Linked DNA regions of Rattus norvegicus: region 1 is linked to region 2. The links are chromatin contacts, called in public Hi-C maps. All regions are on one chromosome and are shown on one strand. Each heading gives the region's core, a stretch centred on a gene start, on an enhancer-like site or on the middle of the called end of the contact. The rest is flanking DNA. Distances are from core to core; before and after follow the strand shown. Region 1 overlaps Ccdc169 (coiled-coil domain containing 169). Region 2 has its middle 20 kb from the start of Ccna1.

Region 1 (3,127 bases), core at 126-2,625, 70 kb before region 2:
ACAGCAGAGTGTTGGCTAAAAGAGAACATTCTATCCGAGAGGCACAGCAGAGCTGCCATTTCAGTGACAATCCACACTCAAACTAGGAATCCTTAAACAAACCAGGCTTGAGATAGACCACCCACCCTGCTGTCTGAGCTTAGGAATCCACTGCTTTCCCCATCTGACTGTGCGCTCATCTCCCATGTTAACCAGCAGCTTCGGATCAGTCGTCTGTTCCGTCCTGCCCTGACTTCCTCCATTACCTTCTCCTGTCCCTTGCCTCCACACAGCCCACACAGAACAAGGCGTGTTCTCAGGCTCCAGCTGTGCGTGTGTGGCGGGGGATGGGGGGTCCCGGGCTGCATCTTTACTTTCCTTCCTCTACCTGCTATGAGCTCTGCCCCCTCTCATGCACGAGTCACACACACACACACACACACACACACACACACACACACTGATTTAAAATTACAGCACAGCTCAGACACGAAGCTTTGCTCAGCAGTCCGGTGGGCATTAGACCAGCATCAAAATTAGTTCTGCATTGGAGAAACCAAGACCTTGTTCTGGATTTCTCTAGAACACCACTGTCATCAAATATCCGAGAGCCTAGACCACTACAGGATAATTACTCTATTCAGCAAAAGAAATCCTTGAAAAGTACTAAATTATTCCAAAATAAAGTTAGGGTCCACTCTGGATTTTGATTTTTCCTGATGACAAACTTACTAACCTGAATATTTGGGAAGTGATTTTTATCAGAGGGTGGACCTGTGCCAACATCCACAGGAGGCCCTGACCTTTCTGAAATAAACTGACGGAAATGTTTCTGGTTTTCCCAAGCTGGTGTATCTGTTTGCAGAAATCAATGGACACAAACCAGAAAATTGTCCAGCAAAGACAAACCACAGCTAAAGATGCTCCTGGAGACGAAATTCCCAAAATAGACACCAAGCTTTCGCGCTGCTTCTATGAGGAACTGGTTTTGACAACAGTTGCTTCTTAGCATTTTAATTAACCATTTTCCACCTGCATTTTTGCTTTAATTTGCTTTGAAAAGGCTGCGCTGCAGGGCTGTGTTTGCATACCTGAAGTAAAATATACTCAGGATTTAAGTAAAAAGAAGAAAAAAAGCCTACTCCTCCATCCCAGGCAGAAAAGAAGCCCTAACAGCCACCTATTTTTTTCTCAAAACTAATGTTAATTGTTGCACTGAAGAATTCAACAATAGCAATAACAGGCAGAGGTAGGGAGCTAGCTACAAATTAAAACACCCCGCTCCAGGTTTTAAGAGAGAGAAACAACAATATGACTCAGTTAACCCAGACACCCCTCAGCCCCGATAGAAGGTTCTTCACACTGACCTTACAAGTGCCCCCTTGTGGACAAACCTAATTATTACACTATATAGCACATTTGTTAACTTCTCTCTGGTTTGATGTACCCGTCTGCAAGTAAACTGCTCTGATCTTCGGGGAGAATGCAAATTAGTGGGTGCATGGAATGATCATAGGTCTACCATAGCCAGGCGGACAATGGGAATTCTATATCCTGCTTTTGTAACTGAAGATTCCTTTGTTCATCCTTTCATGATACAGTTGACAAAGCCACTTAGTACACCTTATGCAAAACGTGAACTTGCTTGTCAATAGGGCTGTAGAAACAAAATTGGCACTCAGGCTAACTGGCATCAGTCTGTGAGTATGTCGGTGGGAGTTGCGCCTTAAGACTGATGATTCATGACAAAGACAGGCACAAACTGGGAGGGGCTGGAGAGATGTTTGGCTGGGGAAAGTCCTTCATGCTGTAGTAAAACACCGGAGTCCAGTTCCCAGCATGCACATCAGGAGGCTCAAAACCGCAGGATCTCCAGCTCCAGGGAACCCAGTGCCCTCTTACCTCTCTGGGCACTGCACATGCATGCTACCCATGAACCCATGCAGACACACACTCATACTCAAAAATAAAAGAGTAAGATAAACCTTTTCTAAAGTCAGAAATGTTGAGATGTTGTATTCGTAGTCCAACCCAAAAAAACTAATTTTAACACACACACACACACACATATATATATATCACACGCATATGTGTGTGTGTGTGTGTGTGTGTGTGTGTGTGTGTAATTATTATGTCTGAGCAACACCAATTCTGTCCTTTCTTCTGAAAACTAAGACATCCTGTCTTTGCTCCTTAGGGATGGGTGATCGAGAGACTGAGTCAACAGCACTCAGGTCTCAGTGCTTGCTGCTCAGTTCTTGGTGAGCAAGAACACTTCCATGAGCACGGGCCTTGTTTCTTGATCCTTGTTACCAGATTCCCAATCCTTGCTGCTCAGAAACCTTCTTCTCTATGTCACCAAGAAGAAATGCTTAAATCTTAAATGTTCCTTATATGAGCTACAGAGCCGTTCTGAGGGCAAGGTCCAGGCATGGAGAAGCAGGTGACCAGCCAGTTTGCTTCCTTGAGGAGTATTTTACAGGTCACACTACATATATATTTCCTGTTAAAATTCTCCCTGTAAACTAAGGAAGGCAGCCATATCTAAAAGTGCCACAAGATGGCGACATGAGCCACCAGAGGAGAGAAAAGTCTGGTTTTTCCAATTTCAGAGAGAAGGAGGAAGGGTATTTTCCTGACCTTCAAAGACATTTAAATATTCTAGGTCAGAGGTAACAGAAATGTAGGAAAATAGGCTAATTTTTCCTCAATTTGTCATTAACAAAAATGACAAGTTTCTCTGTACTGTTGACTAAGGAATGACAGTTACTCAAAAAAACAAAAACAAAAACAGAAAAACCCTAGGGGCCTATAAAAGTACATATCGCTCTGCCAGTAGCTGCTGAAAACTCGAGTGTTAGCTCTGTGTGGCGGGACTGGAGAGGGTGAGTGTGGCTGAGTCCACGTTAGGCTGGGTGGACCTGGGCAAGCCCTGCCTCCGTTTACACTCAGTATTACCTGCTACAGACAGCTTTTAGCTTTATCTCACTCGATGTCTGACAAAGGAGATTCGCTTACATACCTCGTATGTTTAATTAAGGAAAATAATTACTATTACAATACTGATCCTACAAACTCAGCTGAGAATTGTATTAATATTCTTCCCCCTAAGTGCCTTTTTCCCTTTCAGCACATCACTTAGGCTTTT
Region 2 (3,328 bases), core at 479-2,978:
GCCCTTTTCTGGTTTCCCTAGACTTCTGCACACATGTGTGAGCATGTGCTTGTTTATGTGCCTGTGCGTGTGATTTCTCTGGTATCGAAGTGTTCTGTGGCAGAAGGGTTTTGAAAGAATCCTGCCCACTCAGTTATTCGCATCTGACTATTTCAGTTAGCTTTTCTCCTTCATTGTTGACCTCTCAAGGATACCTGTGACATTTTCATTAGATCCATGCAGTCAAGTTAAAAAAAAATCAAGAAAGCATCATTGTTTCATTTGGGAACAGTGGCTTGTTTCAAAGATAAGTATTTTTATCAACTAAATTGTCCAAAAGATAGTGTTTGAGTTGTAAAATGACTGCACAATAAATAGAAATAATATCTAAACAGCTTCACCTATTCTAATTTTTCAGAATAAATTTAGATGCCTTGTGCTTTTGGGAGCTGGTACGTGTTCTAGATGCTTCTTTTTACCTTGTGACAACAGACAGCAGCAGAACCAACAGAACCCAAAGCCTTCCACTTCCAAAGCTATTCATCCCAGAGTTTCTTTGATATGTCCCCGGTGTAAATGGATCCAAAAAGCGTCTGCAGATAAACATTTGAAAGTGAGTTCTATATCATTCCTAAAATCTGGCGAGGGAAATTATCTCTTGAGGGACCCATCTCATTAAGTTGGCAGTTTTTATTAAGCTTTAATCAGCCTTTTCATTGTTGAAGAGCTCATGTTCCCAAGAGGTGTAAATTCAGACACCCAGAGCACGAAGCATAAATATATAATCTTCACAAAGGTCTAGCTGGTCTTAGACACTGGTTGGCTAATAACACAGAATTAAATAGCTCTGTCAGAATGGAATTTATCACAGACACCCACAAAAGTCACAGTGGGTGGCACACTCCAATCGACCGCACCAGGAGGGCAGTGCAGAGTTGGAACGGTTGTGAAGACTAAGCTTTGTATTTAATTAATCCTGAAAGTTTTAATTAGCAAACCGTCATACTAATTAATGTTCCTTAGATCACGGGGAAAGGAGACCAACTTTGAGGTTGACTTTAATCTGCCCTTTTAAAAACAATGGTCCTCATTCAGGAGCGGGGGTTCAATCTCAATTTAATTCCTCGTCTTGAAGACCAATCATGCCGCCTACTAATTTTCAACCACAGACTGCTGTATACAGTTTCCTATGTAAAAATCAACTAACTTAATAGTCACAGTCAGCCAGTGTAGTTTTTAGAAGTAGTTGTTTTTGTCAGCCTACAGGAAGACACTGATGCCATCTTTCTAACACTGGGCACTGTGCAGAGACTCAAAGGACATGTTTGCCCTCCATTTTAAGGTAAAAGACTTTCACGTTCTCGATTGCATTATTCTGGGTGTGTGCAACCATATGTACTAAGAGTCATAAAAGCATTACAAGTCTATCTAATTGAGCATTAAATGTTGCCAGCATGTGCAGGGAGCTTATGGTATGGCTGAGCTCACAGAGGAGCCTGGGCTCTGTGCTTCTTTTCCAAGCTAAGGGCATGTGTCAGCTCTGGGCCTTTCAACACAGGAGCGCCTGAGCCTTGGTACACAACCTTGGAGCTGTAAGCACATCACAGGCTGCCAGGAACAGTTTCCCCACCAAAGGTCCATTGTTTCTTTGCTGGAACCATCTAAATTAACGTCATTGAGTTACCTCTGTGGAATCTTTGTTCAATGGGCCTTGTGTCCACGTCACTTTCTTCAGCTGTTAATCATGCCATAGCATGACTGAGGGCCAGGAACTTGTCTGCCATAAACAAGGCCCAAGGTCCCGTACCCAGCACCACAAAGAAGCAGTGGACTGTACTTGTGAAATTTTTCCTCTGTGACAGTCTGCACGGGCTCTCCTGCAACTCTTCAGAGTGGTTAGCTGGTGATTTAGAGAAGCGATGGATGACAATGAGCTGGTGCTTGCCTGTAATCCAAGTTAAAAAAAAAACCAACAAGTCAAACAATCCCAGATTGCATTACTCATGGACTTCACAAAAACATATTGAGGAAAAGTATTCTAAAACATTATACATGCTGATTATTGATAACCCTACTTGCGAGCTAATTTCCATTGTCTAAATGAAAACTGCATGCAAAACTTTTTGGACACATAAAGATAATAGATGGTAACAGAAGAGATAAATTCATAAACGATTACGTGGACTGGTTAGTATGGATTTAGTTACATAGATTATATTGAATATAATATTAATACATTAATAATTACTTCAAAAGCAGTTTTTACTTGTATTATGTATCCATAAGTATGTGGGCAGTACCCAAGGAGGCCAGAAGATTCCCCTGGTACTGAAGTTTTAGATGGATATGAACCACCATGTGCATGCTGCAAACCAAACCTTGGCCTGCTGGAACAGCAGCCAGATGCCCTGAGGCTTCTCTCCAGCTTTATTTAAGACTTCTTGCTTTTGAAAGGTATCCTTTAACAGGAAACAAACAAAACGAACGAACAAATGAACAAAACCCACTCCATTCTCCTCCACTAAGCATAACAAAATAAGTTAGCAAAAAAGAGTTGTTACTTTTTGTTTGTTTTTTATCACCGAAAAACAAAACAAAACAAAACAAAAAACGTTCTAAGCATCACAGAAAGTCCATGTTTCCTGCAGGCAAGGGTTGTTGGTCAGAGAGGTGAAGGGCAGGGAAAGGATCTTAGAATTTCATTGCTGCTAATGTTTGGGGTTACACAGGGATGTTGAGCCAGACAGAACTTATGTCCTGAGTAGAGATGATTCTCCGACATGGGCAGCAAGGAGGAGCAGACCTGGAAGGCTCGGTCATGACAGATGGGAACAAGACATCTCCAGGAGGTTCAGCATGGATGACTAAGTTTTAAATCGGCTGTTGAATGTAGAAGTTAAAACAGTTGTAAGCACCATTGGAAATAAGGGTTAGATTTCAAATTCTGTGAGCACTGGGACCAGGTCTCTGTTAGATACTGTGACAGACCCTATTTTCCTAGCCCCCTACTACTACCTGAGGAGCCAGTAGGTGACTGCTACTTGGGAAGGGAGAGCCATATGGCCACTAGTAAGTTCCCCATTGTGGAATGGATGGTCACAGGCCCATGGGTGTGTGGGAGCCTAATTGGACTCAGAGGGTTAACACTAATTATAAAAAGAGAGTATGGAATTGGGAGGTTAAAAACTTGGGAGGCCGTTGAAGGAATCAGAGAAAGAACTGGAAAAGCTTGAAGGGGCTGGAGACCCCTTATGAACAACAATGCCAAGCAACTAGAGCTTCCAGGGACTAAGCCACTACCTAAGGACTATACATGGACTGACCCTGGACTCTGACCTCATAGGTAGCA

The links. A called contact is a pair of places that touch in the nucleus more often than the background predicts.
Region 1: a Hi-C map of Schwann cells shows a contact between it and region 2, with 6 times the contacts expected there. The contact joins two enhancer-like sites. A contact is called at or near these places in 9 of 12 Hi-C or Micro-C datasets (the A7r5 cell line, the Rat2 cell line, Schwann cells and 5 more).

Annotation. Positions count from the first base shown.
Region 1 is chr2:141,481,644-141,484,770 of GRCr8, reverse strand. All of the region lies in intron 4 of Ccdc169 (coiled-coil domain containing 169), which reads right to left. Among named protein-coding and RNA genes, the nearest start is that of Ccdc169, 11 kb to the right of the region's middle. Within about 2 kb of position 1,375, at least 5 of the 93 cell types and tissues checked have an H3K27ac peak or open chromatin away from gene starts, as enhancers often do. A contact at or near this core is called in Schwann cells, where this site is marked.
Region 2 is chr2:141,411,376-141,414,703 of GRCr8, reverse strand. It overlaps a transcript of Ccna1 not described here. Among named protein-coding and RNA genes, the nearest start is that of Ccna1, 20 kb to the right of the region's middle. Within about 2 kb of position 1,728, at least 6 of the 93 cell types and tissues checked have an H3K27ac peak or open chromatin away from gene starts, as enhancers often do. A contact at or near this core is called in Schwann cells, where this site is marked.